2 separate regions of the Mus musculus genome follow, and region 2 is linked to region 1. The links are chromatin contacts, called in public Hi-C maps. All regions are on one chromosome and are shown on one strand. Each heading gives the region's core, a stretch centred on a gene start, on an enhancer-like site or on the middle of the called end of the contact. The rest is flanking DNA. Distances are from core to core; before and after follow the strand shown. Region 1 overlaps Cd44 (CD44 antigen). Region 2 has its middle 56 kb from the start of Pdhx.

What was found. A called contact is a pair of places that touch in the nucleus more often than the background predicts.
Region 2: a Hi-C map of uterus shows a contact between it and region 1, with 4 times the contacts expected there. The contact joins two enhancer-like sites. A contact is called at or near these places in 1 of 39 promoter capture datasets (the 3T3-L1 cell line), 2 of 15 datasets of contacts at CTCF or cohesin (CD8 T cells and the NIH/3T3 cell line), 26 of 484 Hi-C or Micro-C datasets (the 3T3-L1 cell line, the AML12 cell line, B cells and 16 more) and 6 of 115 datasets of contacts at active chromatin or transcription factors (CD8 T cells, cardiomyocytes, embryonic fibroblasts and 3 more).

Annotation. Positions count from the first base shown.
Region 1 is chr2:102,818,802-102,822,327 of GRCm38.p6, forward strand. Cd44 (CD44 antigen) reads right to left here. Exons shown (of 9, transcript NM_001039151.1): 8 at 3,407-3,485. Among named protein-coding and RNA genes, the nearest start is that of Gm13872, 74 kb to the left of the region's middle. Within about 2 kb of position 1,755, at least 31 of the 459 cell types and tissues checked have an H3K27ac peak or open chromatin away from gene starts, as enhancers often do. A contact at or near this core is called in uterus, where this site is marked.
Region 2 is chr2:103,015,931-103,019,456 of GRCm38.p6, forward strand. No RefSeq gene overlaps it. Among named protein-coding and RNA genes, the nearest start is that of Pdhx, 56 kb to the right of the region's middle. Within about 2 kb of position 1,576, at least 18 of the 459 cell types and tissues checked have an H3K27ac peak or open chromatin away from gene starts, as enhancers often do. A contact at or near this core is called in uterus, where this site is marked.

The DNA.
Region 1 (3,526 bases), core at 505-3,004:
TCATGGATGGCACTCTTCTAGGATGCAGACCCAGTTCAAGTGAGCACCCATCAGACTAAGCCTGACTACTACACAACAGAAGGAAAAGCTTACCAAATCATGGAGATTTATGACTAGGCAAAGGTTCCTTAAAAATATCATCATTCTCATGAAAGGGAAGGCTGACGGGGCGTGCTCTGCACAGCTAGCATAGAATCTTTTGAGACCAGACCTGAGTTTGGAAGCTTTCTTTGGCAAGGCCCTGGAGGCTTTTCTCCTTTCCAGACACATCAGATAAATTCTTCAAGGGGAAGGTGCCTAAGGGCTGCTACTGTTGTGCCTCATCCAATATCTCCCGACACAACTGGCTCCTGATGCAACTTGCTCTTCTGGGGAGCACACAGAGCTCTAATTCAGGCTCCTGGTTTCATGAAGGCAGCAGGCAAAGCTGGTGTGATCATGCCAAGGGTGGGAAAAGTTGAGGAAACCATGGAGCACTCCCACCATCAATGATTGCTTATTTTTATTTTATATGCATGGGTGCTTTGCCTGCATGCATGCATGTATACCATATGTTTTCCAGGTGTCTTCAAAGCCCAGAGGCGGGTAGCAGATCCATGGATCTAGGGTTATGAAGCCACCATGTGGGTGCTGGGAACTAGACATGGGTCCTCCTCTAGCTAAGCCATCTCTCAGATGCCCATCCCATCAGGACCATTCAGATGCTGTGACTCTTGGAGAACTTTGCAATACAAATGCTGGGAGTTAGTATCTCTGCCTAATGCCACCTCTGGTTCAATGAGCACAAAGGGTGTCCTCAATGATAGCTCTGTGTGTTTGTGTGTGTGTGCGTGTGCGTGCGTGTGTGTGTGTGTGTGTGTGTGTGTGTGTGTGTGTGTGTGTGTGTATGTACACTCGTTCATGCATTTAGGTTTATTGGCTCCTGGGCATATGTGAGCATGGAGGCCACAGGTCAATGTTGGGTGTCTTTCTGAGTCACTCTCCACCTACTTTATTGAGACAGGTTTTTCCTCACTGAACCTGGTGCTCACCAATTTCACTAGACTGGCTAGCAGGCTCCAGGGAAAGACTCTTGTCTCTGACTCCCCAGTGCTGGGATTATGAGGTCACACCATCATGACCAGCCTTTTACATGGGTCCTGGGGGCATGAATCAGGCCCTCCTTTGTGCACAGCAATACGTTACTAACATAACCATCTTCCCAGCTGTCAGCCTGTCTTAGAACTCCATATATCTAAACCTCAAAACTGTTTTAGAGAAGAACGTGCTCTCCATATTCTCTCCTTCCTCATTAAAGCTAACAGCCGGAGATGCCTGCAAAAGATGCTTGTTGAATAAATGAATCCCCTCTGGACCAAACTTTCTTTGATGAAAATAGAGTTCCATATCTTTCATAAATGGAGTACTCAAAGCAGAAAGGCTCCTGCCTTCTAGCGGGATTAGAGATGGGCTATTAGCCTTAGGAACGCAGCACACATTAAGAGGCCCATGGGCTATTAGTTTTAGGAACACAACACACATTAAGGGGCCCATGCGGTCCTTAACCACTTTTCAGCAGTGTGGCAAATCTGTTTTCAATTATCAAATCAGGACACAATAATTTATGAAGTCCACGAAGCTGCTTTCCCGGTGAGAGGCTGGCTCAGCCAGCTTCTGCCTGCCCTGTTTGTGGGTTGCTAGGGTGATGGCTGGCCTGGGGACAAGGGGAGAGGAGGCCATGAGGTCCTTTCTCTGCTGCTGAGGAGACAGGGAGCCATGAGGGCTAAGATGCTACAATGTGCAAGATTCCAACTGCTCTCCAGGACAGCTGAGATGCTGAAGGAGGGGCCTCCATGCCAAGAGCATCTGGGACATCTCCATGGTGACATCTGCAAAGCTTATGGACTGTACATGTGACACATTCTAGGGCCTGAAATCAAAGGCTGATTCCAAAAAAAAGGAAGTTCATATTTAATTGAGCAAAAATAATCCAAGAGAAAACAGGGACGCCAAGAGGAAGAACAAAAGCGCTTCGAAGCACTTCTGCAGCTCCCAGATTTGTTTTCATGTAATCGTGGGAGCCCATAGGAGGTCTCTCATATTTTCCCCAGCCTTTGCTCCATGGGTGGGCAGCACTCATGACTAATAGTTTTCTTATTCCCTCAAAGGTATAGTTAGCAGCACCATGATTTGAGTGAGCACTGTCACGAGTTCTAAGCAGTGTAGAGCAGTGCTATCTGGTTTCTGTAGATGATGCGAAGCCCTCCAGAGACTGTGCGGGCCACTGGAAACAGTTTCTTATTCTTTCTGAACAGTAAGAACAAAGTGTTTATTTCTCTTCTGACTTCTCAGAATCTGAATCATTTGGGGACTGCGAGGTGATTTAGAGGCGCAGCAAAGGCAGCCCAGTTAAGCAGGAAGACTCCAACCTTCCAAGGGGCAATCCCAAGGGATATTTACAAACAGCTTCATGTCTGCAGCAGACATTTAGGAAAAAACAATGAATCTTTAAAACGTCTGGGTAGGAATTTAGACTTTTATTTTTAAGTGCCCTGGCTTAAAGTTCCCATCTCCTGGTGCTAGAGTTACTATTGTCCTGCATTTCACCTTGGGTAGCACTCTACTGAGAGGTTGCTTATAAATTAATTAAATATGCATAGTATATAAATGACTTTCAGAATACAGAGCCTTTGTTACTGTGGGAGAGAGGGGTTTCAAGGATGTGAAGACAACCATCTGCCCTTTCTGTGGCACTGGACCGACGATTCTCTAGTCTAGAGGATCATCAGTGCTTCATATACCTCACTGTGAGAAGAATTTCCCTAGGCAATGCCCCGAATCTCTTCAACTGAATCTTTCATAAAACACAAAATAATATCCTTAAAGAGAAACAAGCAGCAAAACGTGGCCCATGCCAATTTTGGGCAAAGATTCCAGAAGGTTCCATACGCTTCCAATGGTCAAAGGAAGATGACCAACTCTTGATTTGTTATACAACATTTTAAGCATTGGAAAAGCTTAGTTAATATTTGTTAAATGAGCCAGTGGTTGAGTATATACTTTAAGTGTCTTTCCAGTGAACTATTTAATAGCTTCTATCTGATAGTCAGCATATGGTTTAACCATGAAAAGTTTAGAAACAGTAAAACTCAAGCACTGGTTAAAGGAGGGGTTCCAAGTCATCATAGATGTCTTACTTTTCTAAAGAATCGGGCAGAGAAGGGCTTCTTAAACTGTGTTATGGGCAGGATTCCCTGGGATCTAGTGCAGGAAATCTGGTGTCAGGCAAGAAACCCTACATGTCTAACAAGCTCCAGGGTACCAAGGCTGACAGTCACAAGGGCTATAGTCTGAGCAACATGGATATAAAACCCAAGTTCCACGATGCCCTTTGAAGTGGAAAGCTGCCAGGGGCACTCTCTCTTACCTTCTCCTACTATTGACCGCGATGCAGACGGCAAGAATCAGAGCCAGTGCCAGGAGAGATGCCAAGATGATGAGCCATTCTGTGGTGAGGAAAAGGACATATGTGAGCTTCACAAGCATG
Region 2 (3,526 bases), core at 326-2,825, 200 kb after region 1:
AGGCATATCCACGGAGCTGAGTCCCTCATTGAGACTCCCTTCCCAGATAATTCTAAACCATTTCAAGTTGACAAAATCATCACATCTACAATGGGATAGATCCGCAAACATTTTACCATTATGTCTTACTTCAAATTAATGACATTTCACTTCTCTGCATCACCACCAGTCACTCAGCCTTAAATTTACCCTTAAATTCTTCTGCCTGCTTTACAAATCTCAAGTGTCTTATCTGTCATTTCTCCTTTACAATAAACATGAGGCTAAACTTCAATGGAAGACAGCAAGATGACTGCAGAGTCCAGCTGCTGCATGACTCATTAGTAGAGAAAGTGATGCTGGTTCTGCAAAGCCCTGGAAGGCAACCCTCACTTGGCCTGGTAATCACCCACTAATGCTCTGCCCAATACACACACCATGTGCTCCAGGCCTCCTGCCCTCACCTGTGTCCTGGAGGACTGCTTACTTATTTGGTGGCTATGCATATATCTGGTCTGGGTAAGTCAATGAACTCTGTAATCTGCTATTAGCCCTTGACTAAGATTGGAGGCTAATGTAGTTATTCATATAGAAGACAGGAGCAACTGGGATTGAAACTAAGGTAACTATTTTTGAGTTCTGAACATGGAGCAGAATTCAAAACTAAAATGCTCTTTATTAAATTTATGTTTTAATTACTTTTCCTTCTGGAGACAGAACAGGATGGTACCTACTGTGAGACCCAGATTGGCCTGCAAGTCATGATCCTCTTGCCACCTCTTCCCGAATGCTGCATGCTATTCTGTCTGGATGAGTTTGTTTGCTGTTACTCTCCTCTTGTTGTCCAGGATGGTCTCTAATATGTGCACTCCAGTGATCTTCCCGCATCTGTTCCTCTGCAGCTGGGACCACACACAAGTACCATCGGCTTATCGATATATTTTATTCCTAGAGGCACCAAGCCCTAAATCAATGGTTCTCAAACTGTGGGTCATAGATCCTTTGGGGATCACAATTCAGATATCATGCATATCAGATATTTATATTATGATTCATAACAGTAGCAGGAGTAAAGTTATTAAATAGCAATGAAGTAACTTCATGGTTGGGGGTTGGTCACAACCTAATAAAATGTCGCAGCATTAGGAAGATTAAGAACTACCTCCTTAAATGTTTTACGCTTCAGTTTTATTAAGGCTGTCACTGGGAGTTATATGTAAGTCATGACTCTTGATTTTAGTACTTCACAGATGTATTTTTAATGGAAACAAACCAAAAATCCCTCAGTACCTCATGTGCAATCTAACCAGGACACAGAAAGGAACTACAAAGAAAATACGAGCCAAGTGTACATGTTTTTATTTGTATGTTGTACTTAAACTTTTTATAGGTCTCACTGTACATGAAGTGACATCGCTGAAGAACTTCAGTAGAACGAGCTCAGCCAATGTCCACCTGAGAATGTTGTGTGTAATGTTGTTAAAGCTTTGTACCACATGGATATAGGCTCAATCCCAGATGCAGCTCTTAGAGCTTAGCTCAGTTCATGTAGTCTCTGAGTCTGTACACGTTATCTAAGACTATAAAGGAGGGCTGCTATAAAGCAAGATACACCTCCCACACAGAACTGAAGAGATGATGTAAGATAAGCAGTTGCCACACAGAGGATCTTTCCCCTCCTCCATAGATAAGAATTATTAAGACACAGGATAAGCTTACTGCCAAAAGCCTAGTAATTTTAAACTAGGCTGACACTAGGCAGAAAATACTCCTCCTGATGAGCAAGCATGCAGATTAAATGAATTCTTAGAAAAGGATGTTCCCACAGAGCAGAAGCTAAGGCACTGGGAGGGGTGATCATCTACCAAGCTCTATCCTGTAGCTTCCTGATAAGTAGTATTCTCTGCCAAGCGGACTGAGGGGCCACGGATAGAAAGTAAGTGGGGCCAAGAGGTGGTGGTGCACACCTTTAATCCCAGCACTAGGGAGGCAGAGGTAGGTAGATCTGAGTTTGAGGTCTGCCTGGTCTACAAAGGGAGTTCCTGGATAACCAGGGCTACATACATTGAGACCCTATACAAAGTTTAAGTGTAACATACACATAAAAACTTAACCTTGTGTCCAGTTTATGCTTTATAAAGGCTTGACTAATGTGTATCTCATTTGGCCACAACAGACAAATCTTTAAAGATCTACTTGTCTGTGACAAGAATAACTATGAATCTCATAAAGAAAAAAATTTAAATACATTTAGATGAGAAAATCTTGACTGATCGTCCTAATGTTCTCTCAACTTTTAACAGAAACCTATATTTCCCTTAAACTTATGTCCTTGGTGGTATAGTTTAAATCAAGGAGCATTGACAATACTCACTTTCTCAGAAAGAAAAAGGTGGCTCAGAGTTGGAAAATCAGGGAAGTGACTTCTAATTTGTGAAAATAAACTATATGATCAAAGACACAAACTAACAGTAACTTTCCAAAGTTCATCTGCAAACGACTTTAGCAAATTTCAATTAAGGGTGCTTAAGAAATGGTTCAGTGGTTAGCTGCTCTTGCAAAGGTCCCAAGATCAGTTCTCAGCACTCACATGGCTGCTCACAAGTGCCCGAAACTCCAGTTCCAGGCAATCCAATGGCCTTTTCTGGCCTCTGTGGGCACCAAATATGTTTATCTAAACTATTTTTAATTAAAGAGGCTCCTCATTGTTCTATAACTTAGAAGATAAACTACTTTGTTCCAATTGCCTCCTTCCAAAACCAATGCAGATGCCAGAAAGGCAAATAACCATGCAGAACTATTCAAAATGTCTTTATGAGACGATCACTCTTTTATTTACAAGTTTAGATGTGTCCTGAAACCATGCTACTTGCTGTATCACATATAAGCACCTCACTCCTCTTCAAGTGGCAATAGTGAGCCTCCAGAAACTGTCCTGGAGGGAATTCCACTCATCTTATGGCGCTGTCTCGAAAGCACACGCCTACCTTGCATTCACAACACACATACAGCAGCCTGGCATGGAGGACACACTTCCTTGTCCTTCTTCATTAAAAGCCCTGAGGTAATGGCGATCCAGAGTCAGTCATACTTCAGTTAGTATAAACCCTGCAGCTGTTTCCTGCTGCCCCACATCCTTTGTTGTAACCCACTTGGAATCATGGCCAGATTAATTTTAAAGTCTTTCTGTATTGTTACTCCCTTCTAAAAATCCAGTGCTTCCCATTCATAGCACTTGTTTCAAGTGTAATTTTTAATCTGCATAAGTTCATTTCTTCACTTTGCGAAGGGAGCCCGCGTCCATCATGACACAACCTTGTCATGAGAACAGAATGTCTTTGAAAGCTGAGACCGAAAGCCATGCAGTTTCTCTATTTGGATGACAATATATTAACTCATAGCACCACCTACCTTTCAAAGTAGGGAAACAAGGCTTCTTTTCCAGAACTTATGTTTTGCTTAAACAATTACTGGTAAAGGTAGGTTCAGAGTGCAAATAAGTAAAAAACAAAAGAAAAAGAAAAAGTTCCATTCGATATTATGTGAA